Regions from separate parts of the Mus musculus genome. Here region 1 is linked to region 2. A link is a contact called in public HiChIP or PLAC-seq data. All regions are on one chromosome and are shown on one strand. The core of a region is the stretch at or near the end of the contact, and the rest is flanking DNA. Distances in the headings are between cores, read along the strand shown. Region 1 holds the start of Rpf2 (ribosome production factor 2 homolog). Region 2 overlaps Slc16a10 (solute carrier family 16 (monocarboxylic acid transporters), member 10).

Region 1 (2,700 bases), core at 95-2,594, 190 kb after region 2:
CTGCAGTAAACATGATACTTTTCACAGTTTTCTATGAACAAAATTTCTCCTCTCTCAAATAAAAATAACCCTCCATTTCCCAGTCTTGGGACAGGTAGGGAAAGAAGAAAGAGAGAAAAAAAAGAAGGGAGGAGGGACAAAAAGAGAGCGAGAGAAAGAGAGAGAGAAAGAAAAGGGGAGGTAGGGAGGGGAGGAAGGAAAGGAAGGAGAAAGGGAGAGGAAAGAAAGAAAAAAATAAAAGAAAACCCAAAATATGCATACACCTTAATTTCCCACATAGAATTTAAAAATTCTCCTCCAATGAAATGTCATGTATAAAACCAAGTTAGGCTGAGCAGTAGTGACACATGCCTTTAATCCCAGCACTTGGGAGGCAAAGGCAGGCAGATTTCTGAGTTCAAGGCCAGCCTGGTCTACAGAGTGAGTTCCAGGATAGCCAGGGCTATACAGAGAAACCCCGTCTCGAAAAAACAAACAAACAAAAAAAAAAAAAACCCAAGTTAGTCATTTAATAGTCAGTCAAAGATGTACACATTTTATTGAGTTAAATCAAGGCACACACTGTTTTTATACACTTTACAGCCCGTGTCTTTATGCAATTTGACTAACCAGTTATCAATATAAATAGCACCTTACTAGTTAGTCATAGTAGGTGCACAAAATTCATTAATGACTAAAAAGAAACTGTCGTCTACACTACATATTTACTTAAGTAGCAGAAAACTGTAAGAACCAATGCAATAGCATTTGGGAACTCAATAAGTATTTTTTGAACAAACGTAACCATCACTCAGGGAAATGCAGAAGTGTACAAGGTTGGAAGGAAAAGAAAAATTCCCATTTTGTACCTGTTGTGGCAAACACTGCTCTCTACAGTTCTATGACACACGGCTGTTGTGACAGCTATTTTTTACAGGGTAAACTGATTTAGGGCTGTTCAAATGCCCAGAGTGACAAAACTTTGAGTCCAGTTTGTCGCCTGGTTCTTGTCAGATTCCGAGGCCACCACCATTCTCACAGCTCAGAATCTATCAGCGGCGAGGTCATAAGCCGATCACAGCGTCCGCCCTCGCTCCAGTCCACCGCCCGCGGTCTGCCACCACGGCTTCCCCAGCGGCGATTCGGGACGGAGAATCGGCCGAGCCGACTCCTTCCCAGGGACCACTAGCAAAGCACGACCGGAAAGAGCGACAGCGGGAAGACCGCGTCGGAGGTCACGGGAGACTCGCCCCCACGCCATCGCGCCCCACACACTTACAGAACTTTGTCCAAAGCATCCATAGCTGCAAGATCCCTTAGCGAATGCACGTGTACCGATTACTTCCGGGAAGCCGCCGCGAGCGCCGGAAGAGACGGTGCCGGAAGTGCGAAATACCACTTCAATGGACAGCCCGGCTGTCCGCGCTGGCGGCCATTTTGGGAAGGCATGGCGTTCCGTCTCCCTTGGTTACGGAACGTTGTTTGATTGTTCTCCGGAAAGTAAACGACTTAGTCGAGGATTTGGGAGGCAAGTGTTCCTTTTCAGGGAAATAACCAGAATGCTAGAAAGGTTGGAGGTACGGTACTCAGTTACCAAAAGTACTGCTATGAAAAGGACGCCATTAACTGGGAGAGCAGTTGAAGCAGCTTGATTAACCCCTCGCCTTCTACATGAAAGATACACGAAGAATACTGCTCATCGTGACTTTCTCTCAAGTCTCAGTCATATAACTTGCATATAGTTATATAAAATACACCTGGTAATGTGTACAATTCATTGGTTTGGGTGCCTTCACAAAGCCACTGAAGCCAGCACAGCCGTGAAGGCAGTAACACCAGCATTGGGGGAGGAGAGGGCAGAATTGAAAATTAAAAATTCAACCTCCACTCCACAATGAGGTGCACGCGCACACACACACACATCAAAGAACTCAGCATTGGGCTGCAGTCCTGGCATCTCAGTACTTTAGAAAGGAAGGCTGGAAGATCAGGCTGTGTAGGGATTTAGATGCAACCATCAACTATTATCTCATGCAATATACTTTTATTACTTCAAAGAGCTCACATACCCATCCACGAGTGGCACGGTGTTGCCTGGAATTGCCTAGTCTGCTGTACATAGTATGAATTGAATCTCATAGTGTGCAGTCTTGGGTCTGACTTTATTAAATTTTGAGTTTTGTTTTGAGACAGGGTTTCTCTACATCACTTTCTCTGGCCTGTAACTTGCTATATAGATCACCGGGATCTTGAATTCTGTGTTGTTTCTGCCACTTGAGTGACAAAAATTACAGTCATTTGCCACCACAAGTGACCTAATTTACCATTGCAAGGTCTGTGCATTTGTGTGCTCTGTTTTGGGGTGAGGATCTTGAAATGCAGCCAGTGCTGGCATAGAGCTGTTGACCGTGCTGGTGTAGAACCTGAGATGCTGCCTTTCCCTATGGACCACTGGAACTAAATGCATAGCCTACCAAGATTAAAGGCATGTCCTGCCATTCCAGGAAATCCATCTTTTTGCATATTGGGATGGATAATGGCAAGTTAGGAAGGTGGCTTCTAAATAGCTTTAAAGGCCTGGCTGGAGCTACCTGGGCAGTCTCAGTGGTATAGCACTTAACTATATACACCGTCCTAGGCACAAACTCCTGTCCAAGTCTGACCGGACTATTTAAGACACTGTCTCAAAATAAATAAGCAATAAATCCATCTGGTAAACAA
Region 2 (2,867 bases), core at 115-2,614:
TCACAGGAAGCACATGTCAAGGTTTGATAAATGGTCCACACAGGAGGATCAGTACTTCCTTATCATTTGCAAATAAATATCAAATATGCAGAACAAATATTGATCTGTCAATACCGGAACCTGGTTTGGAAGACAAATGAGTTTTTCATTACACAAGCTTTTTTTTTCTTCTCCTAAGCACAGCATTGTGGAGAGACAACACTGACCTATTCTCCTCAGACCCTGGGCTCCATGGGAAGCTAAGCTCCACCTGAGCGAGCATAAGCATCCTTCCAGGCAGATCCATCACTGATCTGACCAAGTCAGATTCAGTTGCTGCCCTTAACACCCTTACTTAACACAATGTTTCCAGACAGTCACAGCCTCTGGCCAGGAGGCTGCAAACCAAACCAGGCTGTGGCCACGGGAGAGGCGGCGAGGGCTGTTCATCCGGCACTGACTGACTGATGCTCCTGACGCTGAGGGCCGGCAGTGCTGTGGAGGTGCTTCCTATACAGGAGGAGAGTGAGGGAACATGGCTGACTTTCTGCACAGAACAGGCCACACAAAGCAGTGCCAGCCGAAATGAGACTGCAGGGCCTCTGATTCAGTCTGGGCAGAGTTAAGTACTTGGATTCTATCTAAACATTTGGTAAACTCCATACCCTCATGTAAAATGTTGGTGATAAGTAAATGAAAAACAGCTTAAGCAACACTGTCATTTTCAAAGGAAGAGAGAGTTTACACACGAAGCCGGACATGAACATGAGCCCTCCTACCCTCAGCCCATTCTGTACCCCACGCAGGATGAGCACAAGAGTCCAGGGCACTTGAGTCCACACATATGGACATGTTGTCCATATGAGGACTAGGAGTTTGACAAACACCTCAGTAGGCAGGAGAGGGACCATATGTAGGTAATAAAGGTGGCAAATTTCCAAGATGGCTGGCTTCTTCCTCACCTTCCAGACCGCAAGACAAGTTCAAGGCAGACCAGGACATGTTTGTGTGACAGTTGTGGGCCAATTAGCTACCAACCCTAAATTACTGAAAACTATACCAACATTCTCCAGTAAGGTAAAATCTCCAATCTTGGTTCTGAAGACATGGATAACTGCCCTTTCCCATCTTCCCACCTTCCTCCATTCCAGTCTCCTTTGCTAGGTCTAAAACCACCTAACTTTTCCCAGCTATGAGCTGTGCTAAGAACCCAGGGACCCTGTCTGTCCTGTTTGTGCCACTCTACCTGGGCTAATGTCTAAGAGCATAGGAAGTATTCAGAATTATTTTTACAAAATGAAAGCTGAAAGTCTTCAGTGCAACAGATGTCCAGAAGAGGGCATCTCGACATTAGAAAACAAACCTAACTGATCAGCAAAATGCTAGTTAAGTCTATCTACAATGAAGTATTATAAAGAGTGGAAAGACTGTCGTAAAATAAAGACTTCCATACTATTTGAGACAGAGTCTCAATCTGAAGGCCAGGCTGGCCTGGCATGGCTGGCAACCCTGCCCCATGAGTACTGGATCCAGGTGTGAGCTGCCTTGCCCAGGGTGTGTAGGGTTGGGGGTAGTATGTGCCACAGAGCACATGTGGAGACCAGGGACAACTTAGTCGAGTACTGCTCTTCCTTCTTCCTTTCCCTAAATTCTGGGCATCAGTCTCAGGCCATCAGGTTTGAGGCCCATAGCTGTACTCATGGAGCTGTTTCAAAACCCCTCCCTTTTGAGACAGGGTCTCTCTACATAGCCCTGGTTGTCCTAGAATTTACTACATAGACCAAGCCAGCCCTGAACTTGGAGATCTGCCTGCATCTGCCTCCCGAGTGCTGGAATTTGAGGCCTGCTTCACTGTGCCCAACTTGGCTCTACATTTAATAAGAGTACATAAATATGAACGAGGCCTGGATCTCACTCCCAGTACTGGTGGGAGGAGGCAGATGGCAGCCGCTGTCTCCACCTCCTTCTAGCTGTGTAACAGATGCTGGCCCATGACTGTCTGCTTGGACCCACAGCAAGGCAGACCCTGTTCCCAAGTGTTCATATCTGTAAGTGGAAGCAAAGAACTATGCCTTCCTTGAAGGGCCAGGCAAGGACTGGAGATGGTGCATGTGGAACACTCCGTTCATCATCTAGGTCATCACAGTGTTGCTAATGTAACTACTTAAACGTGTACAAGGCATTACTATAGCTGACTAAGGGAAGGTACTTTATCTGTAATGCACACCCGTGCCACGTATTTTCCTGCTCCCAGACTTCACCTTTTATGAGACTGCTCACACAACTTGTCATGATCAATCCTCCACTCCCTTTCTGGCTCTCCTTTTCCGTCCTTTGGATGTGGTTCCCTATATTCCCATTTACTCATCTGTGTGGCCACCGATGGCCTCTTACTCAGTCACTCCACTAGTTCCTGATATCCCTAGGAGCACTCTATTCCCAGATGTTTCTTACCAACCTGGTCCCTTCCTCGCAGTTCCCTGGCAGCCTGAATGCTCAAGTCCCACAGTGCTTCTACCCACCCACGAGCTCCAAGCTCAACTTGGCTGTTTTACAGGTACCATACACAAATGTGGCAAAGACAAACAGTCTGTCTTCCTTGGATTTACTGAGTTTCTAATTTCACAGGATGATGAAACCACCATTAGCCAAGCGACAGATCTCGGGTGTGGCCAGCGTAAGTGGCTCCATCGGGCACCTGCTCTCTGTACCTTTGATTTACTGCTTGATCCCAATGGCTTTCCCTTGTTTTTTTCCTATCTAGACCCCATCAGCAACTTCCAATTTACATCTGTGCAACATGTCACTGCCTCTAAATGCTGCTATAAACCCCACCCAGCTTATGTGTATTATTAGACCAACATTCGTATCTTAGTTTAGACCATTTT

The links. HiChIP or PLAC-seq counts read pairs in DNA pulled down with a chosen protein or histone mark.
Region 1: a contact with region 2 is called in an H3K4me3 HiChIP or PLAC-seq map of the SCID.adh cell line, with 13 read pairs. The contact joins the promoter of Rpf2 here to the enhancer-like site in region 2. A contact is called at or near these places in 11 of 39 promoter capture datasets (the 3T3-L1 cell line, 3T3-L1-derived adipocytes, the HPC-7 cell line and 6 more), 1 of 15 datasets of contacts at CTCF or cohesin (the NIH/3T3 cell line), 22 of 484 Hi-C or Micro-C datasets (the Ba/F3 cell line, DN3 thymocytes, the G1E-ER4 cell line and 12 more), 29 of 115 datasets of contacts at active chromatin or transcription factors (the 230-238 cell line, DN3 thymocytes, the HPC-7 cell line and 23 more) and 4 of 9 other capture datasets (adipose tissue, embryonic stem cells, liver and 1 more).

What each region holds. Positions count from the first base shown.
Region 1 is chr10:40,245,695-40,248,394 of GRCm38.p6, forward strand. Rpf2 (ribosome production factor 2 homolog) reads right to left here and starts at 1,345. Exons shown (of 10, transcript NM_023323.3): 1 at 1,259-1,345. The coding sequence starts at 1,281. Gtf3c6 (general transcription factor IIIC, polypeptide 6, alpha) reads right to left here. Exons shown (of 6, transcript NM_026113.5): 6 at 2,007-2,700.
Region 2 is chr10:40,052,162-40,055,028 of GRCm38.p6, forward strand. The region is part of intron 4 of Slc16a10 (solute carrier family 16 (monocarboxylic acid transporters), member 10); the gene reads right to left. Among named protein-coding and RNA genes, the nearest start is that of Mfsd4b1, 28 kb to the left of the region's middle. Within about 2 kb of position 1,365, at least 23 of the 459 cell types and tissues checked have an H3K27ac peak or open chromatin away from gene starts, as enhancers often do. A contact at or near this core is called in 3T3-L1-derived adipocytes, the G1E-ER4 cell line, the SCID.adh cell line and 1 more, where this site is marked.